Linked DNA regions of Pan troglodytes: region 1 is linked to region 2. A link is a contact called in public HiChIP or PLAC-seq data. All regions are on one chromosome and are shown on one strand. The core of a region is the stretch at or near the end of the contact, and the rest is flanking DNA. Distances in the headings are between cores, read along the strand shown. Region 1 holds the start of MRPL16 (mitochondrial ribosomal protein L16). Region 2 holds the start of PATL1 (PAT1 homolog 1, processing body mRNA decay factor).

The links. HiChIP or PLAC-seq counts read pairs in DNA pulled down with a chosen protein or histone mark.
Region 1: a contact with region 2 is called in an H3K4me3 HiChIP or PLAC-seq map of stem cell-derived excitatory neurons, with 4 times the contacts expected there. The contact joins the promoter of MRPL16 here to the promoter of PATL1 in region 2. A contact is called at or near these places in 1 of 7 Hi-C or Micro-C datasets (stem cell-derived neural progenitor cells) and 1 of 1 datasets of contacts at active chromatin or transcription factors (stem cell-derived excitatory neurons).

The regions. Positions count from the first base shown.
Region 1 is chr9:62,026,722-62,030,610 of NHGRI_mPanTro3-v2.0_pri, reverse strand. It overlaps MRPL16 (mitochondrial ribosomal protein L16), which reads left to right and starts at 2,585. Exons shown (of 4, transcript XM_508452.8): 1 at 2,585-3,357. The coding sequence starts at 3,303.
Region 2 is chr9:61,887,367-61,891,061 of NHGRI_mPanTro3-v2.0_pri, reverse strand. It overlaps PATL1 (PAT1 homolog 1, processing body mRNA decay factor), which reads left to right and starts at 2,258. Exons shown (of 18, transcript XM_024347164.3): 1 at 2,258-3,119. The coding sequence starts at 3,105. It overlaps LOC104008492 (a long non-coding RNA gene), which reads right to left and starts at 2,549. Exons shown (of 3, transcript XR_002938472.2): 1 at 2,461-2,549.

The DNA of each region.
Region 1 (3,889 bases), core at 1,336-3,835, 140 kb before region 2:
GATCTCAGCTCACTGCAACATCCACCTCCTAATTCAAGTGATTCTCCTGCCTCAGCCTCCTGAGTAGCTAGGATTACAGGTACCCACCATCACGCCCAGCTAATTTTTGTATTTTTTAATAGAGACAGGGTTTCACCATGTTGGCCAGGCTGGTCTCGAACTCCCGTCCTCAGGTGATCCACCGTCCTCGGCCTCCCAAAGTGCTGGGATTACAGGCGTGAGCCACCACATCCATCTGTGAAACTTATCCTTACACTAAGAATGCTTTTATTAAGCATATTGTGACATCAAGACATTTCCTGGGTCTGTTAAGTCCTGAGCCTGTTCAGTAAACATCATTTTGTTTTTTTGAGGTGGGGTCTTGCTTTGTTGCCCAGGCTGTAGTACAGTTGCGCTATCACAGCTCACTGCACCCTCTGCCTCCCTGGCTCAAACTATCCTCCCACCTCAGCCTACCAAGTAGCTGGGACTATGGGCATGCACCACCAAGCCTGGCCCTGGTAAACATTATTAACTGTTCCCTTAACCATAAATATCCTGTGACTAGGAATGCCTAATCTCCTGGCAATGCAGCCTAGCAGACCTCAGCCTGATTTTACCCAGCCTTTATTCCAGATGGAGTCACTCTGGTTCAAATGCCTCTGACAGTTTTACACTTTCAGGTCTTATATTTAAATCTTTAACCTATTTTAAGTTGTATGTGGTATGAGACAAGGGTCCAATTTCAATCTGCATGTGAATACCCGGTTTTCCCAACGTCATTTGTTGAAGAGACTATCATTCCCCCATTATGTTTTCTTGGCACCTTTGTCAAAAATCAATGGACTGCGCCAGGTGTCGTGGCTCATGCCTGTAGTCCCAGCACTGTGGGAGGCCAAGGTGGGTGGATCACCTGAGGAGTTTGAGACTAGCCTGGCCAACATGGCAAAACCCCTTCTTTACTAAAAATAGAAAAAATTAGTCAGGCGTGGTGGCACACCCCTGTACTAGAGAGGCTGAGGCGGAAGAATCTAGTAACACCTAGTTACTAGAGAGGCTGAGGCGGAAGAATCGCTTGAACCCAGCAGGCGGAAGTGGCAGTGAGCCGAGATCGCACCACTGTACTCCAGCCTGGGCGACAGAGTGAGACTATGTCTCAAGAAAAAAAAAACAAATCAATGAAGTATAAATGTGTGTGTTTATTTCTGGGCTCTCTATCCTATTCATTTGGTCAGTGTGTCTATTTCTCTGCCATACCGTGCTGTTTCGATTACAATCAACTTATGTTTTGAAGTCAGGGAGTGTGATGCCTCCAGCTTTGTTCTTTTTGTTCCAGATTGTTTGGGCTATTCAGGGTCTTTTGTGGTTCCAAATGAATTTAAGGGTTGTTTTTCCTATTTCTGTGAAAAATGGCATTGGAATTTTGATAGGGATTGCACTGGATCCGTAGATTGCACTTTTTGGCTCTTTTGAAATAAACAATAAGGTAGAAGTTTTGGGGTACCAAAAGACTTAGAGACCAATCAAACCGTGATTTTAGTGCCACTTCATTTTTCACTCAAAACAATATTGCACAATATTCAACTTGAGGACTAAGCTCTGATTTTTTATCTTGCCCAAATTCCTACCTAAGGGAATCATGCCCTACAAACCATAAATTCTCATCAGATAGGTTTTATTTAACCCTATATATTGTGACTTACTTTTCAACATGACTCTGGCATAACATTATGAGACAAAGAAAAAAATATTTAACCCCAAAATATATTTCTTTGCCATATCTTGAAATTGCCCTGCAAAGTCTCTTGCGGGAAAAATCCATTTCTATAGGTATTCACTTTCCCCTTTGTTTTCCTTCCTTCCTTCCCAGATCCAGGAGACAATCAACTAAGAGCCAGGCATATTTTTTTTTTCTCTGTCTTGCCCACTCTGGAGTCTGGAGTGCAGTGGCGTGATCTCGGCTCACTGCAACCTCCGCCTCCTAGGTTCAAGTGATTCTCCTGCCTCAGCTTCCCGAGTAGCTGGGATTACAGGCACCCGCCACCACGTCCAGCTAATTTTTTGTATTTTTAGTGGAGACGGGGTTTCACCATGTTGGTCAGGCTGGTCTTGAACTCCTGACCTCAGGTAATCTGCCCGCTTCGGCCTCCCAAAGTGCTGGGATTACAGGCGTGAACCACTGCGCCCGGCCTCCAGGCACCCTTTAAGTCAGATAAAAAAACAATTTACAACAGTCTTTCTCTAAAGTCTGCTATCTAAGAGCTTCCTCTGCATAATAAAACTTGGTCTCTACAATCATTTATGTTTAACCTGAACATTCCTTTCTATCCATCCCAGGTCTTTGGACAAAACCAATTGTCAACCAGAAAATGTTTACATTTACCTATAGCCTAGAAGCCCACCTTGACTTGTCCCGCCTTTCTGAACCAAACCGATGTATTTCTTAAATGCATTTGATTGATGTCTCATGCCCCTCTAATATGTATAAAGCCAAGCTGCACTTCTACCACCTTGGGCACATGTTCTCAGGACCCCCTGAGGGCTGTGTCACAGGCCATGGTTGCTCATATTTGGCTCAGAATAAATCTCTTCCAATATCTTACAGAATTTCACTCTTTTCATCAACAATATTGTTCATTCACTGAGATCTCTGGAATCACAGACTGTGCTCAAATTCTGATGGTACTGTTTTCCTGTTGTATGACCCAGAACAAGTTAAATTATTTCACCCTCAGGATGGAATCTGCAAAATAAGTATAATGACTTATCTCACAGATTCGTTGGCAGGACTAACGAATGAGGTACTCGATGACACATTGCAATTGCCCTATACATGTTAAACCATTGCCAAATCTGGTATTCTCCTAATGTCTTTGAGGGGTCCCCTAGAAAAACATCTCAAAGGCTGTGAATCGTAAGGGACCACCTTGCTAAGCAACCGGCAGGCACTGACAGTTGTACTCCGCAGAAAAATAAATAAATAAAACAAAAGACTCCCCGCCCCGCCGCCCTCTTCTTCTGGGGAAAGACTGGAGATTGGAAGGAGAACCCTAGAGAGCCAACAGGGCCCCTGGGCGTGGCTGGGCGGACAGCGCCTTTGACCGGAGGAACTCAACCTCCCCCGGAACTCAACCCCCGTCGCTCGAGTTTCTTTCGCTTCCGTCGGGACTCTGCGGAGTGGACCCGAGTGAACACAACTTCCGGCCCCACTGAGCGGTGTCCTGAGCCGATTACAGCTAGGTAGTAGAGCGTCGCTGCTTACCTGGGTGCAGGAGACAGCTGGAGTCGCTGGGGGAGCTCCGCGCCGCCGGACGCCCGTGACCATGTGGAGGCTGCTGGCTCGCGCTAGTGCGCCGCTCCTGCGGGTGCCCTTGTCAGGTCAGAAGTCCCTTTTGGTTCCTAAAGACTTTACCCCTCTTCCTCCCCCACCCTCCAGTGCTTTTTCTCCCTAACCCAAAAGGCGGCTCTGCATATGCTTGGTGAAGCACTGGTTAGGAACTACGCTATCGCACCGCCGACCTCCACCGTAGGGGTTCGTGCAAGAGGGTCACAGCTGCGTCTGGGAGTCGGCGCCCAGAGATCCCGGCTGGCCTTTTGCGGAGCCTGAGCCTTTGAGTCCATTTAGTGGAATCCGCATCCCACACCTCAAGACTCCTCCGGCGGAAGTACTTTTGGGCGGGCGCGGTGGCTCACGCCTTTAATAGCAGCACTTTGGGAGGCCGAGGCGGGCGAATCACTTGAGGTCAGTAGTTTGAAACCAGCCTGGCCAACATGGTGAAACCCCGTCGCTACTGAAAATACAAAAAAAATTAGCTGGGCGTGGTGGTGGGCGACTGTAATCCCAGCTAGTCCGGAGGCTGAGGCAGGAGAATCTCTTGAACCCGGGAGGCGGAGGTTGCAGTGAGCCGAG
Region 2 (3,695 bases), core at 1,009-3,508:
AAAAATACATTATTCTTTTAAAGGGACTTTCAATCTCCCTCACAGACAGGTGTTGTATAAGAGGAAATGGGAAATTTTGTTGATCCTGTCTATGACACTTTGTTTTCTGCTCCTTTAATTCCTGCTCTACAGCATTTCTTTCCTTGTACTTTCTTTGGGTTTATTTTATAGCTAATTTATATTCAGGCTTCCCTATTTTCGTCCTCAGTCTCCCGAGTAGCTGCTGGGACTACAGGCACAGGTGCACACCACCACCACCAGAAATAATGCAGAGCAGCTAATAAAACAACTAACCCAGCTAATTTTTGTGCTTTTTGTAGAGACGCGTTTCGCCATGTTGCGTAGGCTGGTCTCCAACTCCTGAGCTCAAGCAATCCACCTACCACATCAGTTGTAAATATTTTCTGCTTTCCATTATTTAGTCATTGAATTGGAGGGGGTTTTTGGTTTTGTTGTTGTTGTTGTTGAGACAGAGTCTCGCTCTGTCACCCAGGCTAGAGTGCAGTGGCGCGATCTCGGCTCACCTCAAGCTCTGCCTCCTGGGTTCACCCCATTCTCCTGCCTCAGCCTCCCGAGTAGCTGGGACTACAGGCGCCCGCCACCACGCCCGGCTAATTTTTTTGTATTTTTAGTATTTTTAGTAGAGACAGGGTTTCGCCATGTTAGCCAGGATGGTCTCGATCTCCTGACCTCGTGATCCGCCTGCCTCGGCCTCCCAAAGTGCTGGGATTACAGGCGTGAGGCACCGCGCCAGGACTTTTTTTTTTCTTTTTTAATTTCTGAAAATTTAAGACTTTTTTCCTAATCTGTTTTTACTATAGATATCTTACATAATGATCAGAAAACATGATCTGCAAGATCAGGGATCAGCAAACTCTGTAAAGCGCCAAATAGTAAATATGTTACACTTTACAGGCCACACTGTATCCATTGTAACCACTCAACTCTGACTTTATAACATTAAAGCAATCAAAGACAATATGTAAATAAATAAGGTTGGCTGTATTCCAATAAAGCTTGCCTTACAAAAACAGGTGGCTGGCCAGATTGGACTGTGGGCCATAGTCTGCTAACCCTTGATCTACATGGCACCAATTCTTTGGTAATTATTAAGATGTACTGCTACTTAGTTTTTTTTGTTTGTTTGTTTGTTTTTTGTGAGACGTAGTCTTTGCTCTGTCACCCAGGCTAGAGTGCAGTCGTGCGATCTCGGCTCACTGCAAGCTCCGCCTCCCGGGTTCACGCCATTCTCCTGCCTCAGCCCCTCGAGTAGCTGGGACTACAGGCGCCCGCCACCACGCCCGGCTAATTTTTTGCATTTTTAGTAGAGACGGGGTGTCACCCTGTTAGCCAGGATGGTCTAGATCTCCTTGACCTTGTGATCCGCCCACCTCGGCCTCCCAAAGTGCTGGGATTACAGGCGTGAGCCACCGCGCCTGGCCTGTTACTTAGTATTTGATGTTTTATAATGTTCCATGCATGCTTGAAAACCAATAAATCATCTTGTCCCTAGTCTGCTCCACTTCTTTAAAGTTCAGGCCTGGCCCATGTCAACATTTGCTTTTGTTATTCTGGCACAGTGATTAAGACACTGGGTTTTTAATAATCAGACAAATCTCAGCTGCTAGCTTTGCCACTTGCCATTGGGTGGTTGGAGGCAAACTTAATGTCGCTAATCCTCAGGTTCCTCAACTTCAAACTGAGAAAATAACAGTACCTACCTCATGGGGGGCACATAAGGAAGGATTCAATGAGATAATCCATTTTATAAAGCGCCTAGCAGAGTCCCAGGCAGCCTTCAATCGTTAGTAGTAGTGTTACCATCATGAGGCAGGTGTAATTATACCCATTTTACAAGAAACTAAGGCTCAGAGAGGTTTAGCTAAGTTGCCCAAAGTTTCCTAGCCAGTGGCAAAGCACAAGCTCCCACCCAGAACTTTCCTTTACAAATTCAGCGTTTCCGATACTCAAACTGATCCAGACACACTAACATTTAGGGGATTTACTGTATGCCATTCCGAGGCGAGGCTGCATTTTAAGACGCCCAGGGAAGAAACGGATTGCGAAACCCACAAGAATTCATTCTTTGTGCTGCAAGTTTTGTCTGAAGGGAAAGGGGCAAGAAGGCCATGGAACGTGCTAGAGGTAACAAACCACCCAACAGAATTCTGGAACCAGGGGGCCGAAGCTTCTAAGCTGGACACATTCCTCTGTGGGTTCGATCCTCTAAGGAAGTGGCGTCACCCAGCGGCGCACCACGGCCCGAAGACCCTGCTGCTGCGTGGCCAGCGGCCCACGGCCGTGCGGCCCTTCGAGGCTCTGCAGCTCCTCGCGCCTAATGAGCCTGGCGCTTAAAAATACCACCCTAGTTAAACCTCCCGGAACCTGTCTTCAGCATTTCAAAAAAAAAAAAAAACGGGCGCCGTCATCACTTTGAGCCACATAAATCACAGCCCTGACCTGCTGTGGATTCAGCAGGCGACGAGCCGCTGAAAGGGGCGACGAAGTCCGCCCCTTTCGAAGACCAGCAACTTTCCATTCTTTTTTCCCTGCGCAAGGCGCAGATTGCAACGGGGAGACCCCCGAGCAGTCTGAGGAGCGAGTCGGACGTTGGAAAAACTGCCCGGGAATCTCATCTTTCCCAGCCCAGGCTAAGCGCAGGATTCTTCAGAGCTATATCCTGTGACAATCACAAGGGTTTTCTCCGCCCCACGGGTGACGGAGAACTCGTGACCGGCCCCTGAGCTCCAAGCCGAGCGTCTAGAGGGCGCGGAAAAAGAGGGGGCGGAGCTACAAGCCCAGATCACCAGGCAGCCGGAGACGGGCAGCGCGTGCGCAGTCTCTCGCCACGGGACCTCCTTCCCGCCGCTGAGACTAGGAAGCGGGACGCCAAATCTGTCCCTGCGCAGCCGCCGCCGGGCGCCGAGCGGGGTGGCCGCCCTGCCTGAGGCGCGCCTGCGCACGTCCCCACGCACGCTCCGGCGTACGGCGGCGGCCAGGGGTCGCGAGCCGGTGGAGGACCCGCGCGCGGAGGAGCCGGGGAGTCAGCGCTTCTTCCCTCCCTCCCCCTCTCCCCTCCCCGTTCCCTGCCCCCCTCCCCAAGAATGTTCCGCTACGAGGTGAGCTGTTGCGACCGGAAGTGACCCCTCCCTCCCTCCCGCGCCCCTCTCCCTCACTCTCTCTCCGCGCGCCGGTCCCGTGTTCCTGCGGGGCAGGGGGCGGGCTGGGGGAGTCGCAGGACTTAGCTGGACGCAACTGGCCTGGGGTCGCGGGTCTAATCCTAGGGCTGGGAGCTGGCTTCAGGGGTCGAGACAGTCCCATTAGTTGCCGCTGGGGAAAGTTGGCCTCCGTTTTGGGGTGGGGAGGGCCCGTTAAGTGCTCTAACCAGACCACACCCCCGCCCCCACCCCTAGAGGAGCCATGGAGGGTAGAGCACTGCATCTACCCGGGTGCTTTTCTTAAGTAGGTGTCACCCGGGAATTCCCAGAGCCGAGTTTCCCGCCCTGGACCCGGAACCACCCCCCACCCACCTCCACTCGAATTACACTGACACACATCCCGTTCACACAGGCTACCTTCAGGTGAAGGGGGCCTGGGCTTGCCGTTGGATTAGGGCCCTAGCCCGTTTACTAAAGAGGGCTCCGAGTTGGGAGGGGGGCGTGTCCTGCAGAAGTTCCTTCTGGGCTAGTGCTGGG